Linked DNA regions of Macaca mulatta: region 2 is linked to region 1. Evidence: chromatin contacts called from public Hi-C data. All regions are on one chromosome and are shown on one strand. The core of a region is the stretch at or near the end of the contact, and the rest is flanking DNA. Distances in the headings are between cores, read along the strand shown.

Region 1 (5,758 bases), core at 2,004-4,503:
AATCCCCACAGCTCTGAAAATGGGACCCAGGATTTCTAATCCTTCTCTGTCCAGGGCAGATCCTCCTCACAGCAGAAAAAATCTGGGGACTGGGGGAGTCAGTCCCTTTCTTTCTCTCCCTGGCCTTTGGAAACTGCATACATCTACCCGGTTCCCCCAGCCCCAGAAGGAAGGAAGGATACATCCTGCACGATGCGCTGAGTGGCTGTGTTGGGCGACTGTGAGTCTTTGAGCAGCTGCAGGACCTGCTGCAGGCCCTGCTCGTCTGGCTGCCAGTCCATGGCGCAAGGCAAGCTGCGGGGGTAGGGGCCGGGGTCAGCGCTGGGTCTCTGGGGCTCCGTGTGAGACCCAGGTGGAGCCCCTGAGGCCGCGGTGGCCGCATGACGACGGGAACGCCCTCGGCGGACAGGCGGAGGCCTCCGATCCACGCCCGCCCAAGTGCGGGGTCCCCGCCAGCTGCGCCATCCTCGGCCGCGCAGTCGCGGGCTCGGGAGCGCGGGAGGGGGGATGTGGAAGCGGGCCACAGGCGGCGGCGGCGGGGCCCGGCGGATCTTCACGGGACCCAGCGAAGAGCCCTCGTCCCAGGGTGGCCCATGCCGCCGACCCCGGCTCCGAGCCCGAAGGCTTCTACCTCCCTCGCAGCGGCTGGGCGAGGGCCCAGCCGCCTCCACATCCAGGGGCCCCGCCCCAGACCGTGATAGCGCCCCGGCCCCCGTGGTCTCTTCCGTGCAGGCACAGTCCCTGGAGAGTCCCCTTCCCCCGACACTCGGCCCTTAACCTCTGCCAAATCCCAGAGGCCTCCTGCCCTAGTCCAATTTCTGAGCTTCCCCAGATGCACCGTCCCAAGACGATCGTCCTGATCTCTCCTGTCCCCTGTTCCTGCCCTTCAAGCTCAGCAGATGCCAGATATCCCTCTCTGTGGCCTAGCCAAATTCTAAGAATTCCCCTTAATCAGGCCCAAAGCAGTCCCCAGATAGGTCTCTGTTGCCTCTTCGAATGAGAGCCAGCCAAGCCCGACCAACCCACTATAGGAGCCCCCTGAACAGATCCCAGTCGCCTTTCCCAATCAGGTCTGGCCAAGGCTCTCCCTGAAATCCCCTCCAACCCAGTCAGCAGTAACCCCTGCTGACGGATCTCTGTTGCCTCTCCCAGTCAAGTTCGGCCGAGTCCCCCACCACCTCGTGTCGGTAACCCCCTGGCCCGATCCTTGCAGCCTCCCCCAGGTCGGCCTGGGTGAACACCCCCCGGGGCATTCCCCTCAACGGATCCCAGCGACGCCTCGAAGTCAGATCCAGGAAAACCCTCTAGGCCGAAGTCTGACGCCCCTCCCTGTCAGGGCCCAACAAGCTCCCCTCCCCCCTCCCCGCTCAACTTTTCAGTGCGGCCTCCCCCAATCAGACCCAACCAAGCCCCACCGAAACAGGCCCCTACACACACCCGATCCTCGCGACGTCCCCCAATCAGGCCCCAAGCAGTCCCCAGACGCTTCCCCCAATCAGATCCCCTCCAGCCCGACCCCAGCAGTCCCACTGGCCCTCTTCTTGCTGAGCCCCGACATGGCCTGGCTTCGAGGCCCCACCCCCTAAGCTCTGCTCAGTTTCCCCCCCTCCCCCGCCCGACCCGTTCTAGCAGCCAGGAGGATCTGGCCCAACCGGGTTCCCGGCCTTTCCCGGTCGGGCGCGGCCCCGACGCCCGGGCCGCGCGCGGCGCAGGCCCGGTGCCCGGCGGGGGTCGACGCAAGCCGGGGCCAAGAGGGTCGGGCTGAGTGAGGCCCACTTACCCGGCCCCGGGCAGCAGCGGCGGCAACTCGCGCTGCGGCTTCTCCAGAGACTCGCGCGGAAGGAGGGAGCCAAAGAGAGAGAATTAAAAAAAAAAAAAAAAAAAAAAAGAAAGAAAAAAAAGAAAAACGCGGCCGTAGGTGAGCCGCCGCGGCTCCCGTACTCTGTTCAAACTGGTCCCGCCGAGCCAATCGGAAGGTTCAACCTTCACACGTGCCCTGGCACTTGGGAAACCCGGGCTGAGACGAGGCCCGGTCACGTGACGAAAGAGTTGCCGTTTCTTTGGCCTCTCTAGCCGGCCGGTCCTCCCAGTGTCTCGTTTTCCCAGCATTTTACACTGACCTGACCGCAAGCTCTTTAGTTGCAACCAGGAGTTTGGTAGCGCGTGGGGACTTTCTGTGTGTGAGGGATCCAGGAACCCCTCGGCCAGAGCCAGCGACCTCCTTGTCACCTTCCTCCACTAAAAATTGAAATATGCCTCCCTTCCCCCATCCAGAGGTACTTGGGAGGAGTACGCTGTGTGCGCGTAAAAGAGTTGAGCATGGTCTTTACAGCCCAGAGACAAAGGAAAGAAAGCAGGACAAAGTAAGTGCCTGAGACAAGCCGGGTTCCTACAGAAGCCTCCACCAATTTTTGCATTATTTTCCCGTACTGTTGGGCAGTTTTTACAAGGAGATAAAAAAGCCACAAGGATATACATTTTTGAATAAAACGAAATGAACTAATAAACTTTGAACCAGGCCTCATCCCTTTCCCTACCTGAAGCTGAATGAGGTGGAACAGCGCAGGAAATTCTGGCAAGAGCAGGGTCATGAAGAAAGAAATCTTCGCGATCCTTGCGACGTCTGAAGACAGTAGGACACCGTTTTTCCTTCTCGAGAGAGGAGCAGATGGTAAAGAGCTGGAGACCCTGGAACGTCCTGGTTTCCCCTCCCTGCCCTGCCGATAACAAAGTGGGAGACCTCCTGCCACTTGAAGCCTCAGTTTCCCCACTTGTCAAATGGGTTAAAGAGCAGTTCGCGCGATTAGAGATCATCCAAGTTAAGCATGACCTGGCCAGCTCTAACTTGTTCCTTAAAAACGTAGCTTTACCCTCCAAGGTTCAAGGCTGTTCTTTTACTGTATTCAGCCCCTCCCTAAGCCGATATTTAATGAATTCACCGGCGCTAATCCCAAAGAACAACCCAGCCCTGATCTGAGGAACTTTTTGACCCTCGAGAGGCACAGGTCAATTTCTGCCCCTGCCTAAAGGAGGGGAACCGCTATCTCAACCCACTCGCCGTAGGCAAAGTCAGTCCCGGCTCCGTTCATTCATGAGAAGCAAGTACTGGGCCTCCAAGGTTAGGGAAGTGTCGGCAGGCGCCTAACTCCACTCGAAGAATCGAGGAAGACACCCTAAAGGAGCAGTTGGGATTCCGAGGTAGCCAGTTGCGCTGGACTGAAACCTGGGCTGAGAAACACGTGCAGAAAGCCGCCACAAACGCATGCGTAAAGGCCTCCCTTCCCCCACCCTCCGATAAACCCTGGAACTACAAATCCCGTCCTGCCATGCGCCAGGGTCGCCGCGCATTGGGGTTTTGGCTGAGAATCAAATTGGGAGGAGGGTCTCTAGACCAACCGAGGTGCATGGGGAACAGAAGAGTGAGACTGGGGAGCTGGGGCTGGATTGGGGGTTCCTGGGGCGGGTGTGAATGATAAGAGCTTTCTGGTCAAATCTGGGGGCTGCCCCAGATAACGATCAGATGGGGAGCGAGTTTGGGATGCAGGAGACAATTTGTTAAGGTTCACCCCCTTCATATAATATGGCAAATTTCCAGCGGCCCTGCGCAAGCCTTGGGGCAGAAGAAAGTAGCCGCTGCTGCATGTATAGTCCACATTGTTGGCCCTCGTGAGGTCACGGAATTTTTTCTTCCTCTCCAGCTGATGAATTTGAGTGCTGAATCAGGACAAGGTTGTGGGGTTTTGTTTTTTTTGTTGTTTTTGTTTTTCTGTTTCTTTTTGTTTGTTTTGTTTTGTTTTTGAGACGGAGTCTCGCTCTGTTGCCAGGCTGAAGTGCAATGGCGCGATCTCAGCTTATTGTAAACTCCGCCTCCCGGGTTCAAGCGATTCTCCTGCCTCAGCCTCCCGAGTAGCTGGGATTACAGGCATGTGCCACCACGCTCTGCTAATTAGCCACGCCCGGCTTTTTTTTTTTTTTTTTTTTTTTTTTTTTTTAGTAGAAATGGGGTTTCACAATGTTGACCAGGATGGTCTTGATTTCTTGACCTCATGATCCGCCCGCCTCGGCCTCCCAAAGTGTTAGGATTACAGGCGGGAGCCACCGCACCTGGCGGTTTTTCTTTGAGACAGTGTCTCGCCCTCATTGTCCCGGCTGGAGTGCAATGGCTCACTGCAACCTCCGCCTCCGGGTTCAAGCGATTCTCCTGCCTCAGCCTTCCGAGTAGCTGGAATTACAGGCGTCTGCCACCACGCCAGGCTAATTTTTTGTATATTTAGAAGAGATGGGGTTTTACTATATTGGCCAGGCTGGTCTTGAACCCCTGACCTCTGGTGGTCCACCGGTCTCGACCTCGCAAAGTGCTGGGATTACAGGTGTGAGCCACTGTGCCCGGCCCAGTGTTTTCCTATTTCTTTATTTCTGAGACGGAGTTGCGCTCTGTTGCCCAGGCTGGAGTGCAATGGTGGGATCTCAGCTCACTGCAACCTGTGCTTCCAGGGTTCAAGCTATTCTCCTGTCTCAGCCTCCCGAGTACCTGGGACTACAGGCGCCCACAACCACGCCCGGCTAATTTTTGTATTTTTAGTAGAGATAGGGTTTCTCCATGTTGGTCAGGCTGTCTCGAACTCCCGACCTCAGGTGATCCACCCGCCTTGGCCTCCCAAAGTGCTGGTATTACAGGCGTGAACTACCACGCCCGGCCTTTTTTCCTATTTCTTTCTTTTTCTTTTTTTTTTTTTTGAGACGGAGTCTCGCTCTGTTGCCCAGGCTGGAGTGCAGTGGCCGGATCCCAACTCACTGCAAGCTCCGCCTCCTGGGTTTATGCCATTCTCCTGCCTCAGCCTCCCGAGTAGCTGGGACTACAGGCGCCTGCCACCTCATCTGGCTAGTTTTTTGTATGTTTTTTAGTAGAGACGGGGTTTCACTGTGTTAGCCAGGATGGTCTCGATCACCTGACCTTGTGATTCGCCCGTCTCGGCCTCCCGAAGTGCTGGGATTAGACTTGAGCCACCGCGCCCGGCCCTTTTTTCCTATTTCTTAAGCACCTACTGCATATCAAGCAGTTTCCAAATGTTATCTCATTAACACCAGGTGCAGTGGCTCACACCTGTAATCCCAGCACTTCGAGAGGCCGAGGGCAGATCACGAGGTCAGGAGATTGAGACCATCCTGGCTAACATGGTGAAACTCTGTCTCTATTAAAAATACCAAAAAAATTAGCCAGGAGTGGTGGCCTGCGCTTACAATCCCAGCTACTCAGGAGGCTGAGGCAGGAGAATTGCTTGAACATGGGAGGCGGAGGTTGCAGTGAGCCAAGATCATGCCACTTCACTCCAGCCTAGGTGACAGTGAGACTCTGTCTCAAAAAAAAAAAAAAGAAAAAAGGCCAAATGTTATCTCATGCAAATCTCACAAAAGCCCTATGCCTGGCAAACTTACCTCAGCTCAATTAGAAGCACTCCATGCCAAAAGAAACTCACAGAATTGGTGTCCAACCGGCCGGGCGCGGTGGCTCACACCTGTTATCCTAGCACTTTGGGAGGCCGAGGTGGGCAGATCACCAGGTCAGGAGATCCAGACCATCCTGGCTAACACGGTGAAACCCCGTCTCTACTAAAAATACAAAAAAAAATAGCCAGGCATGGTGGCAGGCGCCTGTAATCCCAGCTACTTGGGAGGCTGAGGCAGGAGAATGGCGTGAACCCGGGAGGCGCAGCTTGCAGTGAGCCGAGATCATGCCACTGCACTCCAGCCTAGGTGA
Region 2 (5,758 bases), core at 2,419-4,918, 69 kb after region 1:
TCAGCCCTGGCCGGGGCTGAATTACCGTGGCCTCCTGTCTTGTGGGACCTGCAGGTTAGCTTCCCAAGGTGCTGCCCTCTGGCCTGCCCTACCCAACCCCCCAACGCTGCCCACTGTGCCCCCACAGGCCCAGCCAGATGTCAGCTGCAGTTATTAGCCTGGGCGGGAGACACAGGCCTGGCAGCGTGCCTGCCAGACTCACAGGCCTCCGGAATCTCCCTTGAGCCTAGGGCGGGGGAGGGGAGCCATTCAAGCAAGGGGAAGAAGGGAGGGGGCATTTAGGGGTCACAGGGACCCTCCAAGGACGGGACGCCCCCAGCTTCTGCTGGGACCTTCCTCCAGCAAGGCCACTGCACTGCTGGACTTCCCCCTGCCCCCACATAGCTCAGTTTCTTTTTCGCCTCTTTCGTTTTCCTTCTCTTTCCCACACTTGGTGAGATCTAGGCTGCCCCAGAAAGGCTGTTTAACCCCTATCCCTTAGCCTCTTTCTACCCTAAAGAAGAGACAGGCTCTCTTCATCCTCCAGAAGACAGAGGCCTGGGAAGCTGAGAGAGAGAGAGACTAGGCTTCTCACCTCTTGGTCTAGTGGGTTCACACACAAACTGCTCGGAAGTCCCACCTTAAGTCTAACTGGAAGCCTCACCATCTGCACCTCGCCGCAGCCCTTCCCCGGGAAGGGGCTCTGGGTTCCCTTATATTATCCCCTTAGATTTTCAGGTCTTCTCTGACTGGGGGAGGGAAGCCCTCAGATGAAGGAGCCACTCTAGGGAAGGAGGGGGGGCTCCCTCTAGGTATTCTGGATGATGGATGGATGGGACCCGCAGACTCAAACGAGAGTGGGGCCCCTGACCCACATGAGTGAGTGCGGGGTGTTGGGGAAGGAGCCCCAGACCTCCTGGCAGAAGGGAAGGGCACCCCACCCGAGGGAGGAGGCAGCCGCCGTTCCAGCCCGCCCAGGCGCCGGGGGCGCCTCGAGGCATCGGCCCGCCCTCTCCGCGCCCCGTCGGGCCGGGGGCGAAGTCCGACCCAGGCCCGCGGGCAGGCGGGGACCTGCCGGGCTGGGTTGGGCCAGGCCCGGCCTGGCAGGACGCAGCCCCAGAGCGGCGGGGCGGGGCGGGGCTGGGCCAGGCGGCCGTGGGGGCCCCGGGGGCGGCGGTCGGGGCTGGTCGGGACTAGCAGTCCGGGGGCCCAGGCGCGCCCTGGGTCCTGGCAGATACTCGGGCTCCCCACTTCTGGCTCTGGGCCCCAGGACAGCGCTGGTCCCACCTCTTCCTGTGCCCTAATATGGGCGGCGGGGAGACACTCCGGGGGCCGCCCCGCCCTCAGTCCTGCCTGCGGACTCCCGCCTGTTGCCATGGCGACCAGGCCCCGCTCCTCGACTGCGTCCCCCGCCGTCGGGCCAATGGAACAGTCCCATGTTGCCTGCCTCCGCGGTCCCCTGCAGGCGCCGCGGGCGGAACCATTGCTTGAGGGGAGAGGATGGTGGCTGGAGGCTTCCGTGGCTGGGCAGGCTCCACGCACCCGGGCCTCCGCGGGGGCTCGCACGCCCAGGTTCCTCTTCCGAGGCGCAGGATGCGGTGGGACCCAGGGCGGGGCGCACGGTCCCGTAGGATCCAAGTGACGGAGACAGGGCCGGGCTCCTTCCCCCGGGGCTGTTGCCACACTTCCTGCCTCGGCGCTCTTTCCCCAGCCTGTTTCTAAGGAAGGGAGTGGGGTTGGGCGACCGCGCCCCAGCCGTCGGGCTGGGTCCAGGCTCCAGGAGCCGACACGGTGTCGGGCAAAGCCCAGGGTCAATAGGGGAGAGTTTTAGGATGGGGGACAGAGAATACAGATGCCTAGGAGGTTACCCACGAGGGGGAGCACCAGTCGTGGAAGATCCAGCAGTCCTGGTGCGCAGGACCCTCAAAGCCCCCTCCTCGCATGTCAACTGAGTACCCTCTTATTGTCTTCTCTGCTCCGAAGATGTGTCCGGACCCTTCTGACTCTCTCCTTCATCCGGGCTTCGCAGATGACCCCAGTGGTCACCAGTTTCTGGCAGACTTGTCTCCATCTTCTACCCTGCATATTTTACCTGCCTCAGTGTACCGCAGGACGCTTACTCGCTTTCTGCATACCTAGATTTCCCCTAATTCCTCCTTCCCAATTACGGGAGAGCCCTCAGACCTTCCCATGGGCTCCTGGACCCTACTCATTTCTTTCAATTTAATGGGTCGTGCAGCTCCGCCCACTCACCCCTTTTGATCTCTCCCCTCCTCCATCCTGTGAAAATTCCAGCCCCGCATCCTTCTATGCTCGGGACCCCCAGTCAATTCCTGGGTCAGGTGTCTCCTTACCCCTCCCGATTTACCGTGCTTAACCCTCATTCCTGCTTTTTGGGGTCTCCCAATGAATTGTCCTACCCCTCTCGTATTCTGGGTACCTCAGGGGTTTCTTCGCACACCCTGAGATCCTCAACCTACTTGCTGCGTACCAGGTCCTGGTATTTGTCCCAGTGGACTTCAATGAAATCATCCTCCTCCCTGAAACCCCTCACTCATGTGCCTGGGCCCCCAGGCCTCCTTCCATGCGTACCCCGGGGTCCTTTGAGCCCCTCCCCCTGCAGGCCCGCCGAGCCACCCGGCCCGTGGCCGCTGTTTACAAGGACACGCGCTTCCTGACAGTGACGCGAGCCGCCTCCTCCCCTTCCCCACGCTCGAAGAGGGGGGCGCGGGGGCCCGGCTTCGGCGACGGCCAATCGGAGCGCACTTCCGTGGCTGACTAGCGCGGTATAAAGGCGTGTGGCTCAGGCTGAGCGGCTGGGACCTTGAGAGCGGCCAGGCCAGCTTCGGAGCCAGCAGGGAGCTGGGAGCTGGGAGCTGGGGGAAACGACGCCAGGAAAGCTATCGCGCCGGAGAGGGCGACGGGGGCTCGGGAAGCCTGACAGATCTTTTGCGCACAGCTGCCGGCTGGCTGCTCCCCGCCCGCGCCAGCCCCCGAGAACGCGCGACCAGGCACCCAGTCCGGCCACCGCAGCGGAGAGCTCGCCGCTCGCTGCAGCGAGGCCCGGGGCGGCCCCGCAGGGACCCTCCCCAGACCGCCTGGGCCGCCCGGATGTGCACTAAAATGGAACAGCCCTTCTACCACGACGACTCATACACAGCTACGGGATACGGCCGGGCCCCTGGTGGCCTCTCTCTACACGACTACAAACTCCTGAAACCGAGCCTGGCGGTCAACCTGGCCGACCCCTACCGGAGTCTCAAAGCGCCTGGGGCTCGGGGACCCGGCCCAGAGGGCGGCGGTGGCGGCAGCTACTTTTCTGGTCAGGGCTCGGACACCGGCGCGTCTCTCAAGCTCGCCTCTTCGGAGCTGGAACGCCTGATCGTCCCCAACAGCAACGGCGTGATCACGACGACGCCTACACCCCCGGGACAGTACTTTTACCCCCGCGGGGGTGGCAGCGGTGGAGGTGCGGGGGGCGCAGGGGGCGGCGTCACCGAGGAGCAGGAGGGCTTCGCCGACGGCTTTGTCAAAGCCCTGGACGATCTGCACAAGATGAACCACGTGACACCCCCCAACGTGTCCCTGGGCGCTAGCGGGGGGCCCCCGGCTGGGCCCGGGGGCGTCTACGCCGGCCCGGAGCCACCTCCCGTTTACACCAACCTCAGCAGCTACTCCCCAGCCTCTGCGTCCTCGGGAGGCGCCGGGGCTGCCGTCGGGACCGGGAGCTCATACCCGACGGCCACCATCAGCTACCTCCCACACGCGCCACCCTTCGCCGGTGGCCACCCGGCGCAGCTGGGCTTGGGCCGCAGCGCCTCCACCTTTAAGGAAGAACCGCAGACCGTGCCGGAGGCGCGCAGCCGGGACGCCACGCCGCCGGTGTCCCCCATCAACATGGAAGACCAAGAGCGCATCAAAGTGGAGCGCAAGCGGCTGCGGAACCGGCTGGCGGCCACCAAGTGCCGGAAGCGGAAGCTGGAGCGCATCGCGCGCCTGGAGGACAAGGTGAAGACGCTCAAGGCCGAGAACGCGGGGCTGTCGAGTACCGCCGGCCTCCTCCGGGAGCAGGTGGCCCAGCTCAAACAGAAGGTCATGACCCACGTCAGCAACGGCTGTCAGCTGCTGCTTGGGGTCAAGGGACACGCCTTCTGAGCGCCCCCTGTCCCCTTACGGACACCCCCTCGCTTGGACGGCTGGGCGCACGTCTCCCACTGGGGTCCAGGGAGCAGGCGGTGGGCACCCATCCTGGGACCTGGGGGCGCCGCAAACCACACTGAACTCCCGCCCTGCGCCCAGTCCTTCCACCTCGACGTTTACAAGCCCCCCCTTCCACATTTTTTTGTATGTTTTTTTTCTGCTGGAAACAGACTCGATTCATATTGAATATAATATATTTGTGTATTTAACAGGGAGGGGAGGAGGGGGCGATCGCGGCGGAGCTGGCCCCGCCGCCCGGTACTCAAGCCCGCGGGGACATTGGGAAGGGGACCCCCGCCCCCTGCCCTCCCCTCTCTGCAACGTACTGTGGAAAAGAAACACGCACTTAGTCTCTAAAGAGTTTATTTTAAGACGTGTTTGTGTTTGTGTGTGTGTTTGTTCTTTTTATTGAATCTATTTAAGTAAAAAAAAAAAAATTTGTTCTTTATTAATTTCTGTTGTCTTTTTTTCCAAGCTGGGAGGGCGGAGGGAAAAAAAAGCACTGGTGTGCCCCCAGCTCAGTGCTGTTGGTGGCTCGGTCCTGTATGTGTCCCCCTCGTCGGCTCTGCGCAGGCATCTTGTGGTCCCAACCCGGGAGTCCCACCCTTCCCGCGTCCCCGAATCTCCAGGGTTGGATGGTTGGGGCGCGGGACGCAGTCCAGGGACACAGTAGCTGAAGGCAGGGCGCTGGGGGCGAGACGCGGAGCGCGCAGGCGCGGCCCCGCCCAGCAGTGCGCGCCGGGGCTTTCCCCGCTGACGCAGCGGAAGCGTTGCCCATACAAGGACCGATTCTGCCCAGTGACGCGACCGCGGTCTCTGGGCAGATTCCGGGAATCCCCTCCCCCGCTCTGCCGGGCAGGGCCGCAGCGCCGGGAAGGGGGCCGGGATTTTCCCGGGCAGGCGGCTGCCCGGGCACGGAAAGCCCCAGGCCTGGGTCCAGAGGGCCCGCGGTGGGCGGGCAGCGCTCCTGGGCCCCGGGAGCCACCTCTGTGCTACCTTCAAGACACTGGCGCCTGGGCCCCGCCGCGCCCACGCCCCCTCCGTCTGACCTGACCGGGGCAGAGGGTTGCTGCTGCTTGGGCGGCTTTGCCGACACCCTCCCCTCTACCCCCACCCCCGCCAGGAAGGGCGGCGCCCGCCTGCCAGCTTCCCCTCCCGGGTGCCAGGCCAGGAGCGGGGCGACTGCCAGGTCTGGTTCTGCCGGGGCGGCTGCTCGGGCCGCTGGGCGCCGCCACCGCCCTCGCGCTGGGCTCCCTCCCGCGCAGCTGGGACACTTGGGGGTGGGGGTGCCGGTGCGGGTGCTGCTGGCACGCCTGGAGGGAGTCTGGCCGGCTTCGGGGCTGTAAGCCCCCAGAGCAGTGGAGAAAAACAGGTAGAGAAACTAGACAGGCAGTAAGGTGAGTGGAACAGACACTTCATCAATTCATTTGTGCAATACCTAGAACAACTAGACCCTGGAGACACAGTCTGGACCCCTCCAGACAAGACAATAAATAAACAAGCAAGCATGGTTCTTCAGAGGTGGTGGTAAGTGCTAGTAAGAGGGAAAAAAAAAACCACACACACACACACACACACA

Evidence for each region. A called contact is a pair of places that touch in the nucleus more often than the background predicts.
Region 2: a Hi-C map of fetal cortex germinal zone shows a contact between it and region 1, with 2.0 times the contacts expected there. The contact joins the promoter of HOOK2 here to the promoter of TNPO2 in region 1. A contact is called at or near these places in 3 of 14 Hi-C or Micro-C datasets (fetal cortex germinal zone, fetal cortical plate and liver).

What each region holds. Positions count from the first base shown.
Region 1 is chr19:13,276,496-13,282,253 of T2T-MMU8v2.0, forward strand. TNPO2 (transportin 2) reads right to left here and starts at 3,254. Exons shown (of 26, transcript NM_001261575.1): 1 at 3,055-3,254; 2 at 2,538-2,649; 3 at 183-294. The coding sequence starts at 281.
Region 2 is chr19:13,344,678-13,350,435 of T2T-MMU8v2.0, forward strand. It overlaps HOOK2 (hook microtubule tethering protein 2), which reads right to left and starts at 3,669. Exons shown (of 22, transcript XM_077977625.1): 1 at 3,643-3,669. JUNB (JunB proto-oncogene, AP-1 transcription factor subunit) reads left to right here and starts at 2,790. Exons shown (of 1, transcript NM_001194461.1): 1 at 2,790-4,631. The coding sequence starts at 3,091. The coding sequence ends at 4,134.